Regions from separate parts of the Mus musculus genome. Here region 1 is linked to region 2. A link is a contact called in public HiChIP or PLAC-seq data. All regions are on one chromosome and are shown on one strand. The core of a region is the stretch at or near the end of the contact, and the rest is flanking DNA. Distances in the headings are between cores, read along the strand shown.

Evidence for each region. HiChIP or PLAC-seq counts read pairs in DNA pulled down with a chosen protein or histone mark.
Region 1: a FOXA1 HiChIP or PLAC-seq map of pancreatic cancer cells shows a contact between it and region 2. The contact joins two enhancer-like sites. A contact is called at or near these places in 2 of 115 datasets of contacts at active chromatin or transcription factors (embryonic stem cells and pancreatic cancer cells) and 3 of 9 other capture datasets (adipose tissue, liver and pancreatic islet).

What each region holds. Positions count from the first base shown.
Region 1 is chr7:100,464,559-100,467,958 of GRCm38.p6, reverse strand. The region is part of intron 32 of C2cd3 (C2 calcium-dependent domain containing 3); the gene reads right to left. It overlaps Gm10603 (a long non-coding RNA gene), which reads left to right. Exons shown (of 2, transcript XR_001778233.2): 1 at 1-3,400. Among named protein-coding and RNA genes, the nearest start is that of Gm10603, 3.1 kb to the left of the region's middle. Within about 2 kb of position 2,103, at least 171 of the 459 cell types and tissues checked have an H3K27ac peak or open chromatin away from gene starts, as enhancers often do. A contact at or near this core is called in pancreatic cancer cells, where this site is marked.
Region 2 is chr7:100,301,156-100,304,361 of GRCm38.p6, reverse strand. All of the region lies in intron 5 of P4ha3 (procollagen-proline, 2-oxoglutarate 4-dioxygenase (proline 4-hydroxylase), alpha polypeptide III), which reads right to left. Among named protein-coding and RNA genes, the nearest start is that of P4ha3, 17 kb to the right of the region's middle. Within about 2 kb of position 1,816, at least 85 of the 459 cell types and tissues checked have an H3K27ac peak or open chromatin away from gene starts, as enhancers often do. A contact at or near this core is called in pancreatic cancer cells, where this site is marked.

The sequences.
Region 1 (3,400 bases), core at 854-3,353, 160 kb before region 2:
GCCAGATGGAAACAGGTCTTGACCATTATTTATGAGTTAGGGCCTCACTATGTACCTCTGATCAGAGGCACTGGTCTTTAATCATTTGTCAAGTCCTAAAACCAGACCTTTCTTTCCATATCTGTTAGAGGTTATGTCTCTACTCTGGAGACTTACACAATTCTGCTCAGTTCATGAAATGACCACCAGACTACTGCTGGTGGCTCATCAAGGCTCCTATAAGTTTAGGATCTATTCCCTCTGATCAGTTCACGTGGACAATAGACAGACATGGTTCCTGTCTTCATAGAGGACTCAAGATAGAAGGGGAGGTGAACACGGACCCACCCAGCAGTCAGAGATGAGGCTTGGAGCTTGGGAACATGGGGGAAAGAAGCCATTAGCAATAGCTGAAATGGGCCAGGCAGGCTTCAGTGAGTGCTGGGAGCTAAGATAGCTGAGGTTCACTGGAGCTGGGGTGGGAGTGAGGCCGCCAAAAGGAGGAAGGGCACACACAGCCTATAGCTGCCATGGGGTCCTGTCATCCTTGGAGCTGAGGCTAGTGTGGCTGATTCAGCCAACCTTCCAGTACCCACACCCAGACCCGGGGGACCTTATCTGTATAGCCCAGGCCTAGAGCCCAGGGCAGAGAGGGTGGAGATACGTATGCTTAGTAGTACCTGTTGACTTTAAAGGGGTTGAGCAAACGTCTTGATTAGTAAGTGCTAAAGAGTCTCTTTATCAGAGTTGCTACAGCACATACCCCTGAAGGTCTGGGCAGCGGACGGTGTCTAAGGAGGGACATACACCCACATGCACTGGCCACTCCTCTCCATGCTGCACAGCATCACAAAGCAAGCGCCCAGCAGCCCAGCATGCACTTTGCAGGAGCCGCCCTCCCCTCCTCCCACAGGCAAGTGGATCATCAGACCTTAGGGATTCTTTAGGGTCTGGACAGAGGGGCCATCCATGGATGGAATCCCTGGAAGGGAACTTCAAGGAGGGACTAGAGAGAAACACGAAGATGGAGTCTGAACACTATGTGAAGGGAGAGGATGCCAAATGGAGGCTTGGCCTGAGCTAAGGTGTGGAGAGGGGATTTCTCAGGTGCAGAGAGCAGTCGCCAGGGTGGACGGACTGAGGAGAGGAGCTCTAGAGTAACAGCCATAGAAAAGGGAGCTGTGTGAACACCACCACCCACTCACGCAAACAAGCAAACAACAAACAACAAACCACAAAGCAGTCGGGGGAAGTCTCACCTGTTCCTCTTTAACCTCAACGAGCTGACCTGTAAAAGTTCATGTGTGCGTGTGTGTGTGTGTGTGTGTGTGTGTGTGTGTGTGTGTGTGAGAGAGAGAGAGACAGAGACAGAGACAGAGACACTGACTGACTTTGTACAGGTCCCGTGGTGTGGTTTCTTCAGAGGTGCTATTTGCTCTGCAGTGTGGTCTAATCTCAGTTCAGAGCCTCTTCATTACACCTCTAGATTTACTTCATCAGAGGCTATGTGCTTGTGGGGAGTGGTGGGTACAGGTGACTGTCTCTAGTCTTCTGTAAGCTTCTCCAGTCCTTTCTCAGTGGACATGTAGTGAGATGAATGGAAGGAATACTGGTTTGTGGTATAGATGACCCATTTCACTTATTTATAAGTAAGATGGTTTCTGTTAGTGGGTCTCAGTGATCACTGCCAAGCAGAGTTAGTAAACTCTGGTTTTCTTTCTCTGGTTTACTATGAAACTCAAACTTCAGATCTCATGGAGGCAAATGACAGGTACATCGGGCAAAACACAGGAGCTCTGCTGGAGCTAGGGGTGACCCTGGCTAGACACCAGAGCAAAACAAAGCTTTTATTCTTATCTTAGGTCCTGAGCAGAACTAGGGTTTGGCAGCTCCCCAAGGGAGCTTAGGGCTTGGCTAGGCAAGTGCTCACAACCACCCACAAGACCCCAAGTGATCCTCTAGATTGGGCTCATGGCTGAAGCTCTGCTCTTTTCCAGAGCAGTGCCCTTAAGTGAGAAACAACCCTGGAGAGATAAAACTGAAAGCAAACAGCTGCCCTGCCCGGTGAGGCTGCCTGGACGGCTGCCTCAGAGGTTGTGTGAGGGCTCTACACAGCTGCCACTGGGCTCAACTTTCACCCCCTTGGCTGGCTGCCTTTCTCTGGGGCGGCTCCCACTATCCACTCCTAAGGTAGCAACAAGGACTTCCCAGACACTGAAGACAGCAGAGAACTCAGCAGCCACAGCTATGAGTCGGGGGAAGTGGGGACAGGACACTCAGACCAGAGTCCCAGCCCTGGGCAGAAGATTGAAATTTAACCAAGCCAGTTACAGCATGGCTGGCCCCCCCCAGCTCCCTTCCCATCCCTGTTAGCACTCTCCCCATGGGGCTCTTCTACCTAAGTATTCCCTCTGTGCCTTACCACCTGGCACTTCTGTCCTTCTGAGAAGCCGTTTCTAACAGGGCCAGCCCACAGGGTTCCTGTTTACACTGTCACTGGTCCCCAGTTTCCACAATGAAGAGCCCAGGAGAGCCAGACAGACTCCTTAGCACGCTAACCAGTGCTGACTAGTGGGAAGTTTCCAAAGTCCAGACTCCATAGAGTCAGTGCCTGGCAGAGTTCCTGGACCCTGCTGCACACCAGCCTGCTCAGGTCTTGACAGGCATAGCACATGCCGGCAGGTCTACAGACCTTACCTGGGAGGTAAACACTAACTTGCGGTTTGGGTCAGGCTAGGTACCAACTAGTTCTGCCTTCTTTCCAACTCCTGTATATTCTCACCCAGGTTACTCATCTTCTTTCAAAAGTTTCAGGTAGCCTTTAGCAGAACCTTCCTGTGACCTTTAGGTCTTTTCTTGAATTCTGCAGAGTGCTAGGGACTTGGTGGTTCAAAGAAAATGAAACAGGTCAGGATCTTTGTTAACAGGAGGAGCAAAGCCATAAGGCCAGAGCCACAGTCATGAGGGCCCTGGGCTTCAGGAAGTTCCCTTGGACCTGTCTCCCTTCTGGTATGATCTGGTGAAGCTCTGCTGGCAGCTATGCAAAGGCCATAGTTCCAGTCAGATGCAGGGAAAGACAGAACCACTGGCCCCTTACCCAGGGAGCTTGCGTTCCACAGCAGAGGCAGCTCTTCAGAACAGACCAGATCGGAGCGTGCCTGTTAAGAGGCCACCCATGCTGGAGCCCTTCACCCATGTTCCTCTAAGTACCCACAGTAAAATTCATGGCTCACCAGATTGGACTTTGGTGGTATCCAAGCTTTGGTCTGTTATAGTATACCTATCTGGGGTGAATAGATATGTGTTCTGTCTCCTCAGGAAACGTTTTGTTATACACAATAAAATGGGATCTACAAATGGAGATTCAAGGCTGGACTTCTCCCTCCCTTCCCCTCTCCCTCTAAGCTGAGCATTGCCTGGA
Region 2 (3,206 bases), core at 567-3,066:
TGCTTGCTATTCTTTCAGAGGACCATAGTTCAGTGCCCAGTGTCCATATCAGGCAGCACACAGGAACCACCAGGAACTCCAGTTCCAGGGCATCTGATACTCCCTTCTGAAATCCTCTAGGCCCTGCACTCACACATGCACATTCCCACACACAGATTCCAACATGTACACATAATTAAAAACTAAAAATAAATACTAAAAATTTCTATTGGCTTTCACAGAGTATGGGTCAAAATGGAGCTACACTTTATCTTCCCACAGTCTGAGAATCTGAGGCACACACCATGCTTTTAAGGTACCACTGCTATTGAAAAGGAGCAGATGTTATTATTCCTTTCTAATAAAAGGAGAAATGACTCTTTGAAGAATGAAAATGATGAATCCAAACACCAGTGAACAGTCCACAAAACCAGAAACGAAAGCAAGACCTTCAGTGGCCGTGCCCTATTAATCACCGAAGGTAGTACACAGCTTAGGTCATTAGAGATGGAGATTTTTATGGATAAAGCACAAGGAAATAAAAGAACGTTGACTTTAGACTTATGGGGTTTTTTTTTTGTACTTGTGTGTATCTGCATGTTCTTGCACATTTGTGAAGGCACATGGAAGGGTGCACACGCATGCGCAGGCTGAGGTTGCTGTCGAGTCATCATCCATTGCTCTCCTGCCTCACTCACTGTGCGGGATCTCGAAGCTGAAGCCAGAGCTGTTGAATGTGGCTAGTTTTGCTAGTGACCATCTTCTGGAAATCTTGTTTCACCCTTTGCCTTTGAAGGCTGGGACTACAGGTGGGCCACCACACACACCCCACATTTTATGTGGGTTTCTGTTGATCTAAACTCTGGTCTTCACCCTTGCAAGATAAATGCTTTAAGAAGAGCTATCACCCCAGCGCCTTAATTTTCCTTATCCTACTAATTAATTACTCATGTGTTTGCAGACCACCCCATCCCATTCTTTGTCAAGGCATCAAAAAGGAATACTGTTGGAGCCTCCTCTCTGTGTCCACAGTAGATTGGTTCCAGGTTCTCTTTAGATACCAAAATCCACAGTCTGTTTATAAAATAGTGTAGCATTTGCAGACAGCTTGTGCACATTCCACCAGCATGCTTCCAATCACCTCTGGTTAATTTATATCATCGGGCACAACATAAATGCTATATACACAAGTTAGGAAATGGTAGTTGCACTGCGGTGCTTAAGGGATATGGCAAGAGGAAAGACTATACCTGTTCTTTACTGACAACACTGTTTTTCATGTATTTTTTTTTAAATACAAAGTTGGGTGAATCCATGGATACAGAATCTAGAGATAGATGTGAAGGGCAGAACACGCAAGGTTATCCATGTAAAAGTTATGAATAATTGCAGTTTAAAAGTAACCCCAGGGGCTGGAGAGATGGCTCAGTGGTTCCAAGTACTGGCAGCTCTGGCATGTGGCTTCAGTTACCAACACCTACATGGTGGCTCACAATCATCTATAACTCAAGTTCCAGATGATCTGACACCTTCTCCATGGTCTCCATGGGCACCAGGCATGTGCATAGTGAACAGACCAAACGAAATGTAGGCAAAACACCCATACACACAAATCAAAACAGTCAAGATGTCCTCAAACACTTGGTGACTATCAGTGATTTTGCATCTTACGTTAGTAGCTAAATACACAAAAGAAATTCTACCACCAAAATTTTAAGCTGAGCTATGCAGCATCTCCTCCCTTGCTGTTGACAGAAGGCATTCCCTGACGAGGCTGAAGCCAGACCTGGGCAGGATGCCTGCATAGCCAAGTGAGCTCTGGTTTTGAGCAAGAACTGATAGCTCTCAGTAAACAGTCAAAGACGTGAATGGCCCTCTGAGTCACTCCCTTCTCACATACACAGTGCACATTGATGTGATTCATTCCTGGGTTTCCTTCCAAAACCTGGGTCTTCAAACTGCCTCTGCAGAAACTGGCTCTTAGCCTGCACTTGTTCTCATTGAAAGAACAAGTTGGGAAGAGGCTGGTCGACATCTTTTAACCATTTTCCCAAGTAACACATGAATTTCCCCTTTTCAATGATCTGCCCTGCGGAGGTAGCTCACAGGACACTTGCTGTCAACACGAAGGAGCCTGGGTCCAAATCCCTAGCACCCACATACATGGCTGGACATGGCTACCTGCGCTTGACACCCCAGGTTTTTGGGGGGTGAAGACAGGCAGACTGTTGGAGCTCAGGAGTTTGCTAGCCAACCTGCTTAGACCAAGCAGTGACCTTCAAGTTCAGTGAAAGACTTTGTCTTTAAAAATTAAGGTGGAGGGACTGGAGAGATGGCTCAGTGGTTAGCTCTGACTCGTGGTTAGCTCTGACTCCTCTTTTAGTGGACTGTCTGCAACTCCAGTTCCAGAGAGTCTGGCATCTTCTTCTGGACTTTCCCAGGCACCAGGCACACAAGTGGTACACAAATATACAGACAGGGAAGTACTCATGCACATAAAAATACTCACAAGGTAAAATTTAAAAATTAAATAAAGAAGTAAGATATCAATAAAGGAAGACGCCCTGTACCCCTCTCTGCTCCCTGCATGCATAAGCACAGGCTTGTGCACTGGTGTGTGGGGCAATGGGCTGTGCACAGACAGCTTGGTCTCCAGTCCAGTTGAGAGGTGGAGCCCTGGTAGGATCCTGTGGTGATCATTTTCACCTACATGAGATGGAAGGCGTTCCTTCCCGTCTCCTGGACTCAAGGCTCCTGTGAAGGTACCGCCCCCTCAGCACCCACAGGAGAAGCATGTGGCTAAGCAGTTACTAGACAATGTCCCAAGCTTCTGACCTTCAAGCTAGACTCCTCCCAGTTACCTAGCAACAGCAAGATAACAAGCCCACTATAAGAGGTGCTGCTTGGCCCCTCCTTGCTCTCTTAAGCTTTTACTTTCCTTGCTCTCCTTCTTACTCTCTCTCTCTCTCTCTCTCTCTCTCTCTAAGCTTTCTTACTCTCTAGCCTTTCTTCTCTCTCTCCTTTTCCCCTTCTCTTCTCTTGGTCATGTCCGGTCTCTCTCTCTCTCTTTCTACCTTTTCTCTTTCCCCCTGCCTTTCTACAATAAAGCTCTAAAACCATAGACTGTCTCTGTTCATCAAGGCCCGCTCACTGTGCTTGGATGATAGGATAGGCTTTCTCCTAATGAGCTATGCCTAATCTTCCCATCAGAAGGCCTTCCTGTGCTC